Linked DNA regions of Sus scrofa: region 1 is linked to region 2. Evidence: chromatin contacts called from public Hi-C data. All regions are on one chromosome and are shown on one strand. The core of a region is the stretch at or near the end of the contact, and the rest is flanking DNA. Distances in the headings are between cores, read along the strand shown. Region 1 overlaps LRP1 (prolow-density lipoprotein receptor-related protein 1). Region 2 holds the start of NEMP1 (nuclear envelope integral membrane protein 1).

Region 1 (4,417 bases), core at 1,246-3,745, 55 kb before region 2:
TGCGTCCGGGCTGAGATAGGAGCGATAGAAAAGGCCTTACCTCGGCAGTGGGGCCCCTCATCTGACCCATCAGCGCAGTCCTGGATCCCGTTGCAGAGGCGGGACATGAGAATACATAGCTCGGTGCCCAGGCAATTGTGCTCATTCGGCTGACACCGCTGGGTCTTACTCTGTGGACCTGCAGACAGATGAAGGCCATGGTGACCACACTGGCCACAGAGACCATGTGACCAGCTGTTCACTGCAGGGGGGTGCTGAGGAACTGAGACTGGGGTTTCAGGCTACTGTACTTTTTAGTCTCAGGAGACGTCAGGGCTGGTTAGACGCTTCACCTCAAGCTTTTCTTTCTTTCTTTTTTTTTTTTTTTTTTTTTTTTTTTGCTTTTTAGGGCCACGCCTGCAGCACATGTAGGTTCTCAGGCTAGGGGTTGAATCAGAGCTACAGCTGCCGGCCTATGCCACAGCCACAGCAACACAGGATCCAAGCCATGTCTGCAACCTGTACCACATCTCACGGCAATGCTGGATCCTTAACCCACTGAGCAAGGGCAGGGATCGAACCCGCAACCTCATGGTTCCTAGTCGGATTCGTTTCTGCTGCACTGCAATGGGAACTCCATCAAGCTCTTCTATACCATCCCCAACAGGAGCCACCTGGGAGCCGCCAGGTGGAGGGGAGAACGAGGTTTCAGCAGGGTCCACTCCCCAAATGCTCCATGCTGTGGACCCCATCGCCTCTACATTCTACATTCAGGAGACAAAGGACCCTTCCTTCCCAAAGCTCCCCAGATCACAGAGCCTGAGGGTGAGAGGGGGACCAAGGATTTTAGAACTGCACAATCCCATGTGCAGCACAAGCCGTATGTGGCTATGGAGCACTTGAAGTGTGACCAGTTCCAACTCTAAGCATAAAATGCACACTGTCTTTTAGACTTAATGCCATGGCCACAAAAAAAGAATGCAAAAAAATTTCATTAATGCTTGTATATGAATAATATAGTGAAATGATAATATTTTGCATACATTGGGTAAAATAAAGTTAAAATTATTTTCACCTGATTGTATTTACTTTTTTGAATGTGGCTACAAGAAAACTTCAAAATTGTATACATGCCTTGCATTATATTTCTATTGGATGTGCTATTCTCAACCCCCAGCCCCAGAACCGCCTGCCTGATGGACGGGTTTGGGAAGGGTCAAAGGTTGTGGCCTGTTGGTGTTATCTCTGGTAATTCCATTCTTGCTCAAGAGGATGGGCTAGGGGGAGGGCAGGGTAGAGCTCCTCAGGGGATTCTAAGGAGGCCAGGTGAGCTAGGGCGCCGGCTGACCTGTAGGTTGGGAGACAGACCAATGCCCATTGGCTCCCAAGCCGGGACAGGGCGTGAGCGAGTGTCTGTGTGTGAATGCACCTGCCCGCCTCCGCCTGGGAGGAGTCCACGTGCACAGGGGAGGGCAGTGTTCACCGTGGAGCGGTGTGGAGTGAGGGTGAATCTATGAGTCTCCACGTGTGCTGGTGCTTCTGGCCTCAGTATGTGCATTTCCATGTCCTTTGGGGGGCGAGTCCGGGTTGGTGTGTGAGGGTCCAAGGGCAGGTGGTGTTTCTGCATCCCCGTTTCAGAGTGTTGACTCTGTGCTGTTGTGAGGACGTGTCTGTGCTAGCATCTGCCCTTGTCTGTGTATGTCCAGGAGGGCTGGGGGGAGTGAGTCAGTGCCCCGGAGTGGCTGAGTGTGAGATTGATGGGTCCAGGAGTGTATATGAGTGGGGACAGCGTGGGGATGTGTATAAGGTGGAGTGTGCATCAAAGTAAAGGAAGGATGGGTGCAAAGAGCCAGAGCTGGCCTTTGTGCCTGGCTTTCGTCACCTGACTTTTGAAGACTTAATGTCATGGCCACAAAAAAAGAATGCAAAAAAATTTCATTAATAATGTATATGAATAATACAGTGGAATGATAATATTCTGCATACATTGGGTAAAATAAAGTTAAAATTATTTTCACCTGATTGTATTTACTTTTTTGAATGTGGCTACAAGAAAACTTCAAAGCATCAGGGTCAGAAATGTGGGGCGTAAAGATGGCATCAGACAAGAAGACACTCGAGGCTGAGCAACCCCACCGTAGAGACACTTAGGGAATATCCCTCGCCTCCACACCTCCAGGGCAGGGTATGGGGGTGAGGCAGAGAGAACTGGTGGCTCCCTTTCCAGCCCTAAAATTATCCCTGATAATTATGGGTGAGGGTGTGGGGCTGGGGCTGGGACGGAATAAACCCAGAGAGGGAACAGATACAGACTTGGGAAGGCAGGGTCCCCCGGACCCCGGCCCAGATTAGCCCAGCAAAGGAGATGCTGAAGGTAGAGACGGCCAGCTGCCCAGGACTCGAGGATCCCGCCAGCAAGTCCTCCACCCCCTGCTGGCAGGGTAAAGGCTGGGTGGGGACCTTTCTCCCAGTTTAAACAGCTGCCTCTGATTACGCCACTTACTGGGGGGGGATGCGCAGGGGCGGGGCTTCTGGTACAGAGACTGAGCAAGAACCAGTGGCCTTTGGCCTGGGACCCTGAGGACAGGAAGGGGACCCAGCGAGACCTAGGGGCCCTCATCAAGGATCAGGAGGCTCAGAGGTGGGAAGAAGGGGGACGAGCTGAGCCCAGAGGAAAGAGAGGTTGGACCCTCCCCTTCCAGCAAAGCTGTCAGCCCAGAGAACAGTCTCAGGCAGACTTGAGGGTAGAGCAGCTGAGGGAGCCCATTTCTGGGCACACCAAGCACCATGCCGGGCTCTTTGAAGAGTGCGAGAGGACGGTTTAGCTGTGTCATGGACAAACAGTCACAGAGCAAGGTCCACCCCAGGCTGGAGCTCAGCCGTCCTCAACGCAAACTGCCTGGGCCAAAAGGGAAAGCGGTCAATCAGGGGTGTGAGAAGGGATCCAGAAAAGGTACTTACAAATCTCAGGAGCCTCATCAGATCCATCCGGGCAGTCCCTCTCACCATCACACCGCCAGCCTTTCGAGATACAGGTGATCTGGTCTCTGCAGGCAAACTGCTTAGGGCTGCAGGTCTTAGGGACTAGAGGCAAGGGAAGAAAACAGGGGCGTGAAGGGAGGATGGAGGCCAGCTTGATGCCATAAAGCCTTCTAGGGACTCCTCTTTCCCCAGTATCAGTCCCCATCTGGCTCAGACTCTGAGCCACAGTCCACGTGCTGCGGAGCAGGTGGCTGAGGGTCACTCCTGGAACGTTCCTGCGTACCTGTGATGGGGGAGGCAGATGCAGAGAGCACATTTTACTGCCCCCCCCACCCCTCAGTCCCAAAGGCTGCTTGTTCAGCGTGCCCCTGCCTGATCCTCGGGGTCAAAGCCCTTGCTGTTCTGTTACTCTGGTCAAACAACAGCACCCCTCACTTTGCTGGCTGAGAGTGATGGGGTGTTTAGGCCTGTGACATGTTTTGTCTTTATCTGCCTCTCCATCCCACTAGAAGTCCAAAGCTGGTCTTTTCTAATCTCTGGGACACTCCTGGTCCTGGAACTTATCATCTCCAACTCCCAACAACCAAGGATGTTTGGGGTGCCCTTGGCCCAGTGGTGGTCTGGAGGTGGTGTCCACAGAGGAGCCCCGTCTCTACCTCCGTTCTCTATAAAGACACAGCCTCCCTTTGGTTAGACTTTCAGCTCATGCCCTCGGAGGGAAGAGGCACCTAAGATTGCTCAGGATGATGGAGTTGGTATGAGGCAGGGGGATGGCTGGGGTGACCTATAGGAGCTGGGTCTTTTTTTGGCTGCACCCACTGCATATGGAAGTTTCCAGGCTGGGGACTGAATCAGAGCTGCAGCTGCCGGCCGACACCACACTCACAGCAACATCAGACTGGAGCTGCATCTGAGGCCTACACCACAGCTCATGGCAATGCTGGATCCTTAACCCACTGAGTGAGGCCAGGGGTTGAACCTACAACCTCATGGATACTAGTCTGGTTCTTAACCCTCTCTGCCACAGTGGGAACTCCCTATAGGAGCTGGTTGAGCCCAGCAGACTGGCAAAGTTCCTATATCCAGGACCTCTTTCCTTTGCCCCAGCAACTTCCCTTGGCTCCCACCCTATTCTCTTACATCATCCTCCAAGGAGGAATTATGACGGTAACACTAACTCTCCTCGTTACCTCAGAGTGGGCCGGGAAATGTGGTAAACCAGTTCTTTCCATGTATCACTTAATCCTCTCCACAATACGACAAAGTAGGTGCTACTAATACCACCATTTCCTAGATGAGGAAACCGAGCCTCCGAGAGGGTGCGGTCGCCCAGCAGGCAAGTGACACAACCAGTGCTCACACCGGTTGAGCTGACTCTCAGCTTCTAACCAGCCAGTCCCCACCAGTCTCCCCATTCCCACGGAAAAGTTCTCAGGGGTTGTTCCTCCACGTCCCA
Region 2 (4,258 bases), core at 684-3,183:
GATACCACATTACATTTGGTTTCCATGTCTCCCCAGTCTTCTCTTGGCTGTTATAGTTTCTCAGTTTCCTTGTTTTTGATGACCTTGATAGTTCTGGGGAGTACCGGTCAGATATTTTGTAGGATACCTCTCTGTTTGAAAATTGTGTTTATCTCATGCTTAGATTTGTTTTATGGGCTTGGGGGAGGAAAACCACAGAAATACCCTTTTCATCACATGACATCAAGGATACATTGTACCAATGTGATTTATTACCCCTGATACTGACCCCTCTAGGTCAGCCAGGGGAGTGTGTGGTGTATGTATGTTAGAGACATATAGTTTGACCATTGCAGTGGAGGTGGCCTAGACTTTTCTGAGGATGAAATTTCTTCTTTTGTCCATGGCTCAGCCCCATCTTGTCATTTTAAAAATCCCTTATTTTGAAAGTTTGAACCTTCCCTAGCAGTAATCTCCTTCCCTGAATTTCCCCTCAACCCACTAGGCTTCATCATCTCTAGGATTCCTACCTGCCACTATCAGATCCTCTCAAAAATAAGATGCTTCACTTTGGACTAACATTTACTGAACACCTGTTATGTGCTAGGTACTCTGCTAGGCCCTCACTGTATAAGTCATTTAAGGAGAAGCACCTGATGCACAGAAAGACTTCCAGCAGGAGTTCCTGTTGTGGTGCAGCAGAAATGGATAGGATGAGGAACCGTGAGGTTGCAGGTTCGATCCCTGGCCTTGCTCAGTGGTTAAGGAACCACAGCCCAGCCCAATGAGCTATGAAATCTTGGGCAAGTTCCTTTACCTGTCTTAGCCTTGGCTTCTTCATAAATAAAGCTATTTGCACTGGGAACTGTGTCTAGTCACTTATGATGGTGCATGATAATGTGAGAAAAAAGAATGTGTACATGTATGTGTAACTGGGTCACCATGCTGTACAGTAGAAAACTGACAGAACACTGTAAACCAGCTATAATAGAAAAAAATAAAAATCATGATATTAAAAAATAAATAAAGCTATTTATCTCACAGGATGTCGTGAGGAAGAAACAAATTTCTCTTAATCCTTGCATGCATTTTGCTTTCAAAACAACCAACCAACAAACCAAACAAAAAAACACAAACCTCTACCAACCACTCTATGACTGTATTTTTTTAATGATTTTTATTTTTTCCATTATAGTTGGTTTACAGTGTTCTGTCAATGTCTACCGTACAGCAAAGTGACCTATATATATATATATATATATATATATGCACATTCTTTTTCTCATATTTTCCTCCATCATGTTCCATCATAAGTGACTAGATGTAGTTCCCTGTGCTATACAGCAGGATCTCATTGTTTATCCACTCCAAATGCAATAGTTTGCATTATCAACCCCAGATTCCCAGCCTATGACTGAATTTTTAAACGTTAATGTTTATTCCTTACAAAACTGTCAAAACAATTTTTTGTGCGTAACATTTCTATTTTAAATCATTTAGGACTTTGGAGAACACAGTCCTCTTACTTAAGCTTCCCACAACAAAAAGATCATGGTAAAAAGGGAACGAATGAAAACAAGGAACCTGAGATAGATTCCATGGAAATTATCATTTGGTAAAGAGGGCCTCGCCCATTCTAATTTCGTATTGGTTATGCTTACCATCAATCACTCTAGTTGTAAATAAACTGGAGACGGAAGCATGTTGTTAAGGGGTGGGATCTTCCTGTCGCCATTACTAAGGTGAGGACCCGTTTTCTAATAGGCTGAAAGCTGCTTCTTCCCGCCCTCTCGCGTCAGTTGCTGAGAGGCGGGACTATAGGATCCGTAACCAACGGAGTGCTCGAAGCCCCGCCCATCCGATTGGTTGGTAGGGGGCGGGTCTTGTAGCGGATAGGCTGCTGGCCCTGCCTGTTCCGGGTTAGTTGCCGGGGAGAGGCACGTGAGGAAGAGGCGGCGTGTGGCGACCATGGCGGGAGGAATGAAAGTGGCGGTCTTGCCGGCAGTTGGTTCCGGGCCCTGGAGTTGGCGGTCCGGGGGCTGTGGGGCAGTGTGGCTGCTCCTGGTCCTTTCCGGCTGCTTGGTCTGCGGCTCAGGTACCGCCCGGGCAGCAGCTGCCGAGGGGGCGGGTGCCGAGGGGTTATATTTAGAAAAGTGGGGAGTGTCTGCGGGGCGCTGGCCGTTTTTCTGCAGAGGGGGCAAGGACGTGGTGCAGAGGAAAAAAATCTTCATCCTCGGTGAATGGGCGCCGGCACTGAGGAGCCGGGGCCCTGAGGCGGCCTGGGGGAGCTACCTAGAGTGGGGAGAAGCCTGGAGCCTTTTGGCAGAGACCGGGAGGCCTGAACTGAGTGAGAATTGGTCCTGGGGCTGCGTCGCGCTGTGCGGGCCTCCTTAACTTTTTTGGTTAAAAGGAAGGTGACTCGAAGACCGAATGGGCAGGCAGAGCTGCAGCTGGAAAGGGAGCAGCATCCCATTCATTCAACAGATGAGCAACACATGAGCGTATGCTATCAGGACTCAGGTCGGGGTAGCCGAGCAGATATAGTTCCCTGAAAAGCCGTGATCTCTGTCAGTATCTGTCATTTCTGCCCCTTAAGATTCTGGCCCTATAGAACCGACCTGGAGTTGTTAAATTCCCGTTACCAAAAAAAGATACAAACGCTATTCAGTATCTAATATATTCGGAAATTTATTCATTTCTCAAGATGATTTACTTGGTTGCCGTTACTGGATCATTGGTTTTGGACTGTCATGACATTGTTTTCCTTTTCCACTTGAATCCAGAAAACCTAGAATGTGTTTGTAAAACCTCCCTTGTACCCTTCATAAATGCACAACAGAAAGATGAATGAGGTTTCCAAACATCCACTGGACGGAGTTCAGACTCATGGGGTTAAGGATAATCTTATCTCCTAAATGCACATGACTTCTTACCTCTCCCGTCCTTTGCTGCCTATCTCTTGCTGTCACTTATGATTATCCTTAGCTGCAGCTTTAAGGTTGTCTCAGGATCCATATAACTAGTTCCAAGGTGCAACGTCCTTCTGAAACGGTATTTTTTAGGGAGAGGGGAGAAAGTATCCAGGAAGGTACTTTCCAGAGGCAGAGCCCACAGTAACATTTGAAGGGCTGCATATGATCTGAATGAACTCTGGCTAGATGTTTGTCCTTAGAAGTTGTGTATTACGGAGATGAAAGAACACATGTGTATCAAAATGCTCCTACATAATCATTGAGTAGTTAACAGGCTCAAAGTTACTTTAATGAGGACAGAAACAGGAGAAAGGTAAACTCGGGATAAATGTTCTTTATGGCCTAGAAGATCATATAGGTGGCAGCTGCAGAGACAGTCATGTAATAGAATAGAACTTTCCAAAACTGAGAGGTATCTAAAAAAATGGAATACTTCAAAAGGCAGGGAGTTCTTTCTCTGGAGGTTTTTGAAAAATTTGATTATAAAAATAACGGGAGTTTATTTTAAACTATATGGCAAGCACAATTAAGTATAAAGAGGTAGAGAAAGCACTCACTGTTGATTCCATTCAGAGGCAGTCCATTAAAACACACTTTCTTTTGGTCTGTTTCCACATGTTTTGTTTTTTGGGTTTTTTGGGTATTATGTCTTTTTAGGGCCGCACCCATGGCATATGGAGGTTCCCAGGCTTGGGGTCGAATCAGAGCTGTTGCTGCCGGCCTACACCAGAGCCACAGCAACGCGAGAAACGAGCTGTGTCTGCAGCCTACACCATGGCTCACGGCAACGCCGGATCCTTAACCCACTGAGCAAGGCCAGGGATCGAACCCACAACCTCATGGTTCCTAGTCGGATTCGTTAACCACTGAGCCACGATGGGAACTCCATCAAAACATGTTTAAGATCCTTGAAACATCTTGTTAAAAATTTGTGACCCTGGAGTTCCCGTTGTGGCTCAGTGGTTAACGAAGCTGACTAGGAACCATGAGGCTTCGGGTTCAATCCCTGGCCTTGCTCAGTGGGTTAAGGATCTGGCGTTGCCGTGAGCTGTGGTATAGGTTGCAGACTCGGCTCGGATCCCGCGTTGCTGGCGGCTACAGCTCCGATTCAGCCGCTATCCTGGGAACCTCCATACGCCGCAGAAGCGGCCCAAGAAATGGCAAAAAGACAAAAAAAAAAAATTTGTGACCCACACCCATGCCAGCATTGGATATTCCAGACTGAAACACCTTTGCTAATTTTTTTTTTTTCGACCCCACCTGCAGCACGTAGAAATTCCCAGGCCAGGGATCCAATCTACACCATA

What was found. A called contact is a pair of places that touch in the nucleus more often than the background predicts.
Region 1: a contact with region 2 is called in a Hi-C map of liver, with 7 times the contacts expected there. The contact joins the enhancer-like site here to the promoter of NEMP1 in region 2. A contact is called at or near these places in 5 of 47 Hi-C or Micro-C datasets (heart right ventricle, liver, mesenteric adipose tissue and 2 more) and 1 of 2 datasets of contacts at active chromatin or transcription factors (alveolar macrophages).

The regions. Positions count from the first base shown.
Region 1 is chr5:22,443,354-22,447,770 of Sscrofa11.1, reverse strand. It overlaps LRP1 (prolow-density lipoprotein receptor-related protein 1), which reads right to left. Exons shown (of 93, transcript XM_021091826.1): 2 at 2,941-3,063; 3 at 41-178. Among named protein-coding and RNA genes, the nearest start is that of LRP1, 9.9 kb to the right of the region's middle. Within about 2 kb of position 2,495, at least 16 of the 83 cell types and tissues checked have an H3K27ac peak or open chromatin away from gene starts, as enhancers often do. A contact at or near this core is called in alveolar macrophages, liver, mesenteric adipose tissue and 1 more, where this site is marked.
Region 2 is chr5:22,387,772-22,392,029 of Sscrofa11.1, reverse strand. It overlaps NEMP1 (nuclear envelope integral membrane protein 1), which reads left to right and starts at 1,933. Exons shown (of 9, transcript XM_003481636.4): 1 at 1,933-2,074. The coding sequence starts at 1,948.